2 separate regions of the Triticum aestivum genome follow, and region 1 is linked to region 2. The links are chromatin contacts, called in public Hi-C maps. All regions are on one chromosome and are shown on one strand. The core of a region is the stretch at or near the end of the contact, and the rest is flanking DNA. Distances in the headings are between cores, read along the strand shown.

Region 1 (5,818 bases), core at 2,795-5,294, 140 kb after region 2:
AGAAATTGTCAATCGTTCCATCATCATTATTTCTGCCCAACGTAACCAGTCTCCTGCCTGTGGCTTCTCCAAAGAAGGTTGACCGGTCTATTGAGCTGGAGATGAGTCGGATGGTGAGTTCTCAGTTCCATTTGATTGCTCCACCAATACATCAGTAGCCGCCTCAGGTTCCTTGGGTGCCGCCGTTTCTACTTTCTCTTTTGACATCTCCTTTCTGAGATCCTCTTTGGCCAAGCTTGAGAATTGCTTGTCCAATGATCTTGCCGCGCCTAGCCATGCAAGCACGATGACCAACAGTATACCGCCAAGGTAGGGGGTCGAGTTTGCCAAAGAGCCAAATATCAGGATCAGAAACTGTTGGATCAGCGCACCACCCGACTTGCCCAATGGGTTGCAGACAACATCAATGGCCGCCTTTCCCTTCAACTGCAAATGGATCGAACCAAAGTTAGCATGTGCAGCATAACAATGGTGCTGTCAGTGAGTTCTGAAGAATTGAGAATTAGCTAACCAAACATGGTGCGAACCAGGAAAAATGAAGGAGAATATGGTATGGTGTTTACTGGGCTAGGCTACATGTGCACTGGTCTTCTAAATTATTTACTAATATTTACATATATTTAATCAAGAATTTGCTAGAGTAAACACATATCAAACAACCAATTAACACATGAAATACCATTATAGAAAAGAACATCAGTAAATGAATATATATTTTTCACAGAAAAATTTACCAAGGAATCACACAGATAAAAATGGAGTCTGGAAGGATGAACAAACCTTCATATCGCCATCCAAAGGAATATAGGCCATTTCCTTGCACGGGTCGAATAAACTGTACTTTGCACTCTTGCTAAATATGTTCTGCAGCGCACCCACATAAACAGCCGCAAGAAGAGGGGTCATACCCCATGTGGCAAGCAGGGGAGTCAGTGGTTGCCCAAACAAAATCAGAGAGAAGAAACCAACGCCAGTCACCAACAAAACTGTGGGGGTGATCATGGCAGCCACCCCCCAGCCAAATTTTTGGAATATAATCCGGCCTAACAGCATCATCGTGAAAGTTGCAATTCCAGTTGCGGTAGAGAAATCACCCATGAAAGATGAGTACTCGTTTGGACTGGGGAACTGCCAAAATGAATAAGGAACCATTACTGCAATGAAAAGTTTAAAGGAGTACAAGGAAAGAAGAAAAACAAAAGCCGGAAAATTTTACCTGTGCCTTGAGCTTCGATTTCCATGTGACTTCCACAAGATTGATACTAATGCCATATGCAACAACTAAGGTAGCAAGGTCCCTCACATATTTTGAAGAGATCAGAACTTTCATACTCTCTTTCATGCTAAGCTTAGGTTTGTTCTGTTGAAACAAAGGCTATCAGAATATGTAGGTGGTAATATAAAGGGCAGCACATTCAAGTATTCTACTGACCTTTTTCTTCTTGTGGTCAGATTTTGGAAGAGAAGGATCATTCAACACAAGTTTGTTCACTCCCCAATAGATGGAAGTAATGACAAGCCCAAGAAGTACCACTATGCCCATCATTCCTTTCAAAGATACCTCCCAACCATCAACTCCTGGACCCATTGTCTTCCGCAAATTTGAGAAATACTTCACAGTACGCCCAGAAAAGATAAGGGCAATATTTGCCCCAAGGCCAAATAGAGGGTAGAATTCTTTTGCTTCATCGACTGTGGTGATCTGAAAAAGATTTAATCAACTCAACTGGAGCACGAAGGGCTATCATTTAATAAGAAAGCTGAGCAAATAAAATAAATATTCAAACTCAAAATTCCATATGGCAGACACAATAAGGACATGGACAAACAAAGCCATCACAAAGGTACCCTTTCTTTAGCAGTCTGCTCTCCAAGGGAGTGCACCAACAACTACTACAGTGAGCTCCTACTATTCAGATACCCCCCCCCCCCTGTTGCTCGCCTCTGGCAGGTATTACGATTGACTGACAAGAGTTAATCGCAAAGCAACTGTTGGAAGTGGAAACTAACTACCAGATCCTTCTGCAATAGAACACCGGCAATTCCTTATGTGGAGTGTCTGGCTACACCGCTATGGTGTTGTCTTCAGATACATAACTCCCTCACTCCTAAGTCACAATGCAGGCTCGTAAGCTCTGTCTTCTTAGTGTGTTCTGAACACTGTACTTTCAATAAAACTGAGTGCAGAACAGAATGTTTCACATCTGAAACGATAATAACTTAACAAGAATAGCCATCAAATTATGATAACTGAACCACTGAAAACGTACAAGTGCTAAAGGTGACAATGCTGAATATTTTCATACATTATCTCTGTGTTCTCCTTCTGTATTTTTATTGATTTGTGTTCACTTATTTTTAGCAAGTTTAAGAAATGCTGTCCTGATTGTCTCTCTCAAAAGAAATTGCAGCTAGTAAAATGTCCATGAGCCCATATCAAGTACTCCCTCCGTCCCAAATTTCTTGTCTTAGATTTGTCTAGACACGGTTGTATCTAACACTAAAACGTAACTAGATACATCCGTATTTAGACAAATCTAAGACAAGAATTTTGGGACGGAGGGAGTATGAACAAGGTACCCTTCCATTCAAGGTAGTCATAACTACTCCCTCCGTTCCGAATTACTTGTCTTAGATTTGTCTAGATACGGATGTATCTAGCACTAAAATGAGTCTAGATACATCCGTATCTAGACAAATCCAAGACAAGTAATTTGGAACGGAGGGAGTATCTCAGAAGGGGTTAGAAGCGAGCCATATCCAGCCATGTGTTACATAAAACAAATATGCACAAGCAGTAGATGACTGAAAACAACTCAAACCTAATTCAGGTTGGGAAGCTAGGAATCATGCAGCAGACGATATTCGTAGCAGAAAGCAACAAGCACATAGACCTCAACCAACAGTTTCAGCCATACAATGCAATGCGAAATGCTACAATGCAGGACCTACAAAATACCACTACAAAGAGCACGTCCCATTTATGTCATCATCAGCTGTCTAACCATTCTGGCAGAGAGAAGTTTTGTTCTCGAATAACCAACCGTGCCGTCAAATATTTGACTGTGAACGGTCGAAACTAGTGTATAAAATTAGCCTGGAAACTAACGACGGGACTGACATTTGCACATTCCAAGGTTGAACGAAAAAAACAAAGCCGTAACTCACCTGGTTGGCAAAACCCCAGAAGAGGACAGAGACGACGACGCTGCCCCACAGCTCGGCCATGACATAGAATAAGCAGAAGCTCCAAATCCTGAGGATAGCTACCGGTCCAAGGAAGCTGGGGCCGAGCGCCGCCAGAAGCTTGTCGGCGAGGGCGGTGGGATGGATGGCATCCCTGAGTGGGTAGAGCACGAAGCCGAAGAGGCCGAAGAAGGCGATGAAGGGGAATATGACGGTGTAGAAGAGCGCCTCCCGGGAGAGCACGTCGGAGAGCTTGGAGTATGCCAGCATGAAGCCGATGGCCATGGGCAGGTTGACCCAGGTTTTGAGGAAGGGGATGATTTCTGCGCTGCTCCCCTTGGCGGTGACCACCAGCACGTCCTTGGTGTCCCGAAGGATGGTGTAGTTGAACAGGATGCAGAAGAACATCAGGCCCAGGGGCACGATCTTCTTCAGCGTCGGCAGGCCCACGCCGAGGAACTTCTTGACCTCCGGCTGCGCCGGGGGCTGCGGCACCGCCGCCGCGGCCGCCGCGCTGCAAGAGACGCCAGCACCAGCACTGGTCCTGCGCTTCAAGAGCCCATACCCCAGGACGGCGTCCTGCGAGGAGGGGGCCCTCGACGAGAGGAGTGGGGACTGGAGAGCGGCGGGCCTGGAGCTGGACGCGGTGGAGAGGGACGCGCGGGCGGCCCGGAGGCGCGGGAGCGGGAGGCGGGGCCCCGCGCGGAGAGAGAGGCCGGGCTTGGCGCTGAGGAGGGCGAGCGACTCCATGGATGGGTGGCGGCGCTCTGCTTTGCTCGTCTCGTCGCCGCCGCTACCTCGCCCGCTCCAAGGCGCGGATTGGGGGGAGGGCGAGGGGGGGGGGAAGGTGGGGAGGGACCGAGGGAGGGAAGTGGGTGTCGAGCTTGGGCGTGTATTAAAAGATGGCGCATCCATATGAGGACGGGATCGGCCGTGGGTTTCGGGCCCGAGACGATCCTGGCCGTTGGTTCGGGCTCTGGGGTTGGGGGCTTGGGGTTGGTGGGAGCAACGAGACGGCGTCAAGCGGCCGCCCCACGCAGTCAGCTCCGGGCTGCGGCCGAGCTCGCGCACTCGGCCCACGTGGGTTTTGTTTCAGGGCAAAGCAGGAGTTTTTCTTTCTACAACGGCAAACAAAAGGAGTTCTCCCACTACTTTTTCACGTTACCTTGGTGTGAAACGTGCAAGTCTGTTCAAGTTCAACCTCGAGGGCTTTTCTCCGTGGTTGGTGGCGGTGAGGATTTTAGAAGAGCACCTGATGAATACCTATATTGAGACGATGACCTAGGGCGAGAATTAGGGTTTTGACTCTATCACCACTACTCTCGTTGTTTATCTCTCTTGCTTAGGCTGGCAAGGGAGGGTGTTGTCCTTCGCTGGAGAGACGTAGGGTGAGATCAAATCAATGTCTGCTAGGTTTTAGATGACCATGGCGATGGTGAGCTCATCCTCAATAGGGGATAAGAGAAAGAATGTGCAAGTTGATTCATCTACTGAAGAAATTGAATGCCTACAAGATGGGCTTCGGGGAGAAGCACAGCTAAGAGCAATGAGTACCATGAGCTTCAACTGTCGTGGCTTTGGTAGCGCTATGACACTATGAGAACTTTGCAAGTTGGGAAATCATGTTGTGTGTTCTGTAAACTCGGATTCATAAAGTTGAGTTGAGAAGTTATCCAATACATTAGGTTTTCATAAAGGATTTGTTGGAGGTTTAGGCCTTTTTGGAACAATAATACAAGTGTCGCTACCACATTGATGCTATTGTATCCGATGTGTGGTATGGATATGTGGCACTTTACTAACGTCCACGGAGAGGTGAGGACATCATATACGATATAAAAACATATGATAGACTAAATGTCATATGTTTTTCATCGTCTCCCCCGTGGTTATGTACTGGCGACTTCAGTGAGGTCCTCCATCACGGGGAACATGAAAGCGTGTAGGAGTTACCCCAATGTGCCGGAAAAATCTAGCCCCGAATCCTTTGGGATTCAATGAAGATTATGTGATGCATATCTAGTATAATTTTCTGAGATACCCATAGTGACATTGGGGTAACTCTCTAGATTAAGATTAGAATGATAAAGATAATGAGGTGGTTGTTTAATATAATTTTTGAGGTTGCCATGCCCTATGGATTAAGATTACAAAGAAAAACTTGTAGGTGTGTGATACGTCTCCAACGAATCGATAATTTTTTATTGTTCCATGCTATAAAAGTATCATTCTTGGATGTTTTATACTCGTTTACTAGCAACTTTATATCATTTTTTGGGACTAACCTATTGACATAGTGCCCAGTGCCAGTTGCTGTTTTTTGCTTGTTTTTTACTTCGCAAAATATTAGTACCAAATCGATTCCAAATGCCACGAAACTTTTTGGAGAATTTTTTCTGCCCAAAAGACACCCAGGAGGCCCAAGAAGTGCACCTGAGGGGGCCTGTGAGGCCCACTAGGCACCAGGGTGCGCCAGGGCCCCCAAGGCGCGCCCTGATGGGTAGTGGGGCTCACAAGCACCCCCTCCACCGACTCCTGGCTCTATAAATACTCTAAAAAACCAAAAACCCTAGGGGAGCCGACGAAACACAATTCTAGCCGTCACAAGTTCCAAAACCACGAGATCCAATCT
Region 2 (5,593 bases), core at 2,370-4,869:
ACATTTTATATTATGAGACGAAGGGAGAAGCTAAAACTTACAATTGAGTGGTATGAACAACAGTTGGTCTAGTGGTTTTCTTTCAACCTTTTTATTTTATTTGTATTTTTTGTTGGTTTGGTTATTATTTTTGTATGTGGTTATCTTTATGTCTTTTCTGAATTTTTGTTTTCTTTTGTTTTCCTGTTTACATTTTAAACCATTTACCAATTTTTGAACATTCATAAACTATTTTCAAAATTTGCCTACTCTTTCACTCATAGCATGTAGCCTGCTAGTCGGGCTGACGGAGATGTGTGCGGGAGTTTTAGCGCCTCTAAGGTTGTGCTCAATGTGCCAAATGAGACCCTCAATGAGAACTATTTGGGGATGCCATCTGATGTTAGAAGCTCTAAAAATGGGGCCTTTAAATATTTCAAGGAATATCTATGCAGTAAGATCCAGGGTTGGATTGATGACACTATATCATTGGCAGGAAAGGAAGTGTTAGTCAAAGCGGTAGTTCACGCCGTCCCAGTATACTCCATGTCATGTTTCAAACTTTTTAGGGGCTATGTGAATACTGTAATATGTTGATTAGAAAATTTTAGTTGGGAAGCAGAGAGGGGAAGCACAAACGACATTGGGTTTCATGGAAAACAATGAATCAACCAAAGGGGGTGGGTGGCCTTGGCTTCAAAGATACTCTTCAACTTAGCCTTATTAGCTAAGAAATCATGGCACTTGCTACAGACTCCAGATTCTCTAAGTGCCCGCCTGCTAAAGAGTGTTTACTTTCCAGATACATCAATATTGCATGCCTCATTGGGATCACACGCAAGTCAAATATGGAGGTCCATAATTGAGGGGAGATACGTTCTAAAGCAAGGGTTTATTAAAAGAATTGGCAACGGTGCAACAACTAATATTTGGGAGGACAACTGGCTGCCAGGAGATGAAATGATGAAACCATACGGATGCCTCCTCGTGAACCCGCCATTGCTTGTCTCTGAACTTATAGATGCCACCTCCGCCACATGGAGTGTATAACTTTGCAACAATCCTTCTTGCCGATGGATATCCGAACGGTCATGGAAATTCCGCTGTGCACATGTAATGTATTCGACTTGGTCTTGGAATTTTGAAAAGCATGGAAATTTCACTATGAAATCTACCTACCGTGTGGACAACGATGGGAGGAGTGGCTTGATGGCCGGTCGGGCTCCTCCAGCTCTTCCCTCGGAGCACTCTTTACCAACAGAGGATATTCGAGCACATAGACATCTGGTAGATAACAGTTCATGTGGATTGTGTAGAGCTCCATACTCGTGGAGGCACTCTCTGATTAACTATACTATCGTGAGGTGGATTTCGGGCTCTGGTGGATGATGATTTGGCTCAACAACTAGTTGCTACGAGCGAGCCAAGTGCAAAGCAATGGCTATTCAGTCTTATGGATTCATTTCCTCATAATCTCTTCGTGCTCCTATCTGTCACGCAATGGGCCATATGGTCGGCAAGGCGCAAGGCAATCCATGAGGGAATTTTTCAAACACCACAAGCGACCCATGCTTTTATTAAGAGATTCATTGATGAGCTGGATATGATCAAACCTCAAAGAGTTTCAGTACAAAGGGTTCCTATGACGGGGCAAGCTGGGAGAGCTCCACGAGCACCACCCTTGGGGTTCACCAAGATCCATGTGGATGCTGATGTCCGCAATGGACGGGAGGATCAGCTGCCACAGTATGCCAAGACACAGAGGGAAATATTTGGGCAGCTGAGCTTTGGTCATCGCTGGAGTGGATGATCCAGCCACCCTAGAGGCTATCGCATGTCGAGAGTCTCTTGACCTAGCTGAGGATCTTCATCCACATAGCTTTGTGGTTGCTTCTGATTCTAAACAAGTCGTTACACATATCAACAAAGGCGGCCATGTTAGATATGGTTCTATCATTAGTGAGATTCTTCTTCAAGCAACTCAGTTCCAATGTAATTTTAATTTTGAGTGTTGTGCTGCTAATGCATAGTCACATAGTCTAGCCAAGTATTCTCTTTCGCTAGATCAGAGACGCCATGTCTAGCTTGGCCAACCCCATACTCTGAACTGTATCACACACAATGTGACTTTTGATGAATAAAATTGGGCTTTACAACTAAAAAAAGGCCGACCTAATCCACATGTAGATCTCCGACTGGGCCGACCCATGAAACTAGTGACCAACAACGAACGGGTACTGTCGCGCTCCAATAAAGGTCGCGCTCCGGAAGAATCGAACACAAGATCATTGGCTACAACCGACGTGCTACTAACAGTTGAGCTAGCAAGCGTTCTTGGTTACATAGCACCACAAACATAAGAACCAACCCCAACACATATCCAAATATTTCTGAATTTTCGAACGCAAAACATTTTTAAATAAAACAAACATGAATGTTCTACGAAACGTGAACACTTTTCAAATTTAGGAACAAAATGAAATAAAACTCAAACATTTTCATAAAACAAGAACATTTTTTGAAAATGATGAACATTTTTTAATATTCTGATTTCCTTTTGAAAATGCGATCATTTTTTTAAGTGGGAACAGTTGAAATTACAAACAAAAGTTGAAAAAATGAACAACTTTTGGAACACAAACATTTCTAGAAACTCCCAAACAAAATTTGAAAATACAAACATTTTTTAAAATTTGTGAATGATTTTTGAAAGAGGAATTTTTTTGGAACTCCAGATTTATTTTTGAAAACACAAACATTTTCCGAAAATTTGTGAATAAATTTTTTAACGGGATTTTTTAAACTCCCCCAAAAATTGAGAACACAAACATTTTTTGAAATTTGTGAACAATTTTTAAAATCGCGAACATTTTCTGAAAAGTTGGGATTTTTTTTAAAAATACGAACATTTCGTGAAATCCCTGAATATATTTTTTTAAAAAGGCTAAGATTATATGAATTTATGAATAAAATTTGAAAGAAAGTGTATTTTTGAAATTTTGAACATTTTTCTAAAGCACAACATTTGTTAAATTTCAAAAGATTTTTTGGAAACATGATGTTTTCTTAAAAAATAAACTTGAAAAATAAAAAGAAACGAAAATGGAAAACAAAAATGAAAAGAAATATAAAAAATATAAAAAAATTAAGAAGAAAAAGGAACATGGAAACAAAAATATGGAAAACCGATAAAAGAAACGAAAACCAGTTCAGGGAACCTTCTTGAAGGTTCTCAAAACTGGATGGTGTATTACCTATGCTATCTACACAAATGGATCGGCCCATCGCATTGCTCGGCCACTTGCCCTGTGCGAAGCACCTGGAGTTTGCCGCAATATGTGACAAATAGGGAATTCCCTTATCCAACCATATTATAGATAGTTAACATGGTTTGCTAAAAGAAAGATAGCTAACAGTGTAGTGCGGTCTAGTCCGATGTTCGAACAAGAACGAGAACTTCTCTCATTCGAAACAAAACAAGAACGAGACCTTTAGAAAACAAGAACGAGAAACTCTAACAACACAAAAAGAACGAGAACAAACTGCTCCCTGATGACTATGGTTATAACTGGAGGCTGGATGAAACCACGAAAAGATTATGTGTAGTTAAATGTGGATGTAGCTTTTGATACAGACTTGTTACAAGGGGCAATCGATGCAGTACCGGGGGATTCAAATGAAAAAAAATCATTGCGGTAACTAATGATACATCTGTTATGATGCTTTCACGACAGAGACCTTAGCAATTAGCACTGAGGTTTGGCATGAATTTGGTATGCAAAATTGATAGTAATAAAATTGAGATCAACTCGGATAATATTGATGTGGTTTCAATGATGCAAGAGAGGTACTCATCATCAACAGCTAGTGTTATTTTTTATGATTGTTAGGTTGCGTTCGGCCTAGAGGTATCCAATGCATAGGACTGAAAGCATGTGTAGGAATAGAAGATGACTACAACTACAAAACCGAGGAACAAGAAACCAGAGGAAAGCTTACAACGAGGCATTCGGATGAGCAGTCATGTGCCAGAGGAATCGTGGGCCCAATTCAGTAGAAAGCAGTGCTTTCTTCAAATTTTTTATCAGGATGTGCACTGTAGGGCAGTTTGGTTGGCTTCCTGGAAAGCATGCCTGGGAATTTTTGGTGCCTGGTTTGTGCCTGAGAATTTAGATTTCTTTGCCTGGACATGCGAGCATACGGAAGAAGTGTTTAATTTAAGGCATGGCCTGGTGGAGTCTAAGTTGTCGCTATTTTTTTTTCATCTGCCTCGTCTTTTGTAGCCTAATAATTAAGATATGTAATTATAGCCAGGCAGGTGCACCAGGCACACCCAGGCGTCAAAAATTGGTCGCCTGGATCAGACAAACCTTGTTGTCTCGTCCTTCAGCCAGGCTAACCGCTTTGTCTCATTCTTTTTTGTCCCATTCTCTCGTGGACATGCACCAAACTGGGGTCTAGTTCTTTTTGGCATTTCTCTCAGAATTGACCCCCTCCCCAGCTTCTCCCAGAATTGCCACTCCATTTCTTTTTTACAGTTTCTATCTAGTTAAGGTCTAATTAGCTAGGAATTGTAAAAAATGGAGTGACAATTCTAGGAGAAGCCGGGGAGGGGGTTAATTCTGGAAGAATTGCCTAAAAGAACTGGCCTCTAGGAAGCCTTCATGGAGGGTCTAGCCCAGGCATCACACGCTATAGAAGCAAACCAAACTGGCCGTGTGTCTCTCTCTCGGCCCATGGACATGTTCAAAAATTTTAATCCGCTGCATGCTCCCTTCCCATGCATCACCTCGGGTTTTAGTGAAAAAGTATGTTGTGAGTAGATGTTGCAAATCTTGTAAAATCTGTAGGAATGCAAGAACTTTCCTATGTTTTATTGTTCACTATTCCTTTACTCCAAACACATCTAAGGTAAAAAATCCTGTGAAACTATATCCTTCGAAGTTTCCTCTAATATTCCTGTGAACCGAACAGGCCCTTATTTTATGTCCCTAGAGTTTACTCATGTCATATATGAACACTGTCATGGGAAATGTAATAGTACTGTAGTGCATGAGTTAGCTACCTTGGCTAGGTTCTCTACTCCAAATACTTGGCTAGATTTGGCCCGATGACTATAATTCCTGTGTTCGTAAACGATGCAACCATTCTGATAAATGAATAAAGAAGGTTTGAAGTGTCAAAGCAAAAAAGAACAAGAACAGCCAAACATCTCAAATTTCGACAAGAACCGAAAAAAAAATCTTCAGTATGAAGACGCAATTTCCTACTAGTCCATAAAATAATAATACTTGGTCCAACTTCCATAAAAAAATAGATCATTTATTATGCCTAAGCCTTTTCTTTCTGAAAACATAATACAGACACAGACGCTCGTGCACGCTCACTCCTACCCTGGCTAAGCTGCAGCTGCACCATCTATTGAGATAAGTTGACTTAGCAAAGCCGTGCCCGTGCTCTCTTCTCTCATGGACAAAAATACATGACACTAACAAGACAATAAAAGGTGCCCATTCATCCTATGTGGGTATCAAAAAAGACGGGCCGACCAAGACAAATTAAAACAGAAAAGGATACCCCAACTTTGGTGGACGAAATTAGGTCCCCTTTTGGC

What was found. A called contact is a pair of places that touch in the nucleus more often than the background predicts.
Region 1: a contact with region 2 is called in a Hi-C map of an unstated tissue, with 8 times the contacts expected there. The contact joins the promoter of LOC123070225 here to the enhancer-like site in region 2. A contact is called at or near these places in 4 of 5 Hi-C or Micro-C datasets (leaf and an unstated tissue).

The regions. Positions count from the first base shown.
Region 1 is chr3B:434,410,843-434,416,660 of IWGSC CS RefSeq v2.1, forward strand. It overlaps LOC123070225 (plastidic ATP/ADP-transporter), which reads right to left and starts at 4,045. Exons shown (of 5, transcript XM_044493308.1): 1 at 3,169-4,045; 2 at 1,433-1,702; 3 at 1,217-1,360; 4 at 781-1,128; 5 at 1-426. The coding sequence starts at 3,936. The coding sequence ends at 88.
Region 2 is chr3B:434,275,477-434,281,069 of IWGSC CS RefSeq v2.1, forward strand. No RefSeq gene overlaps it. Among protein-coding and RNA genes, the nearest start is that of LOC123070224, 110 kb to the right of the region's middle. Within about 2 kb of position 3,620, at least 1 of the 8 cell types and tissues checked has an H3K27ac peak or open chromatin away from gene starts, as enhancers often do.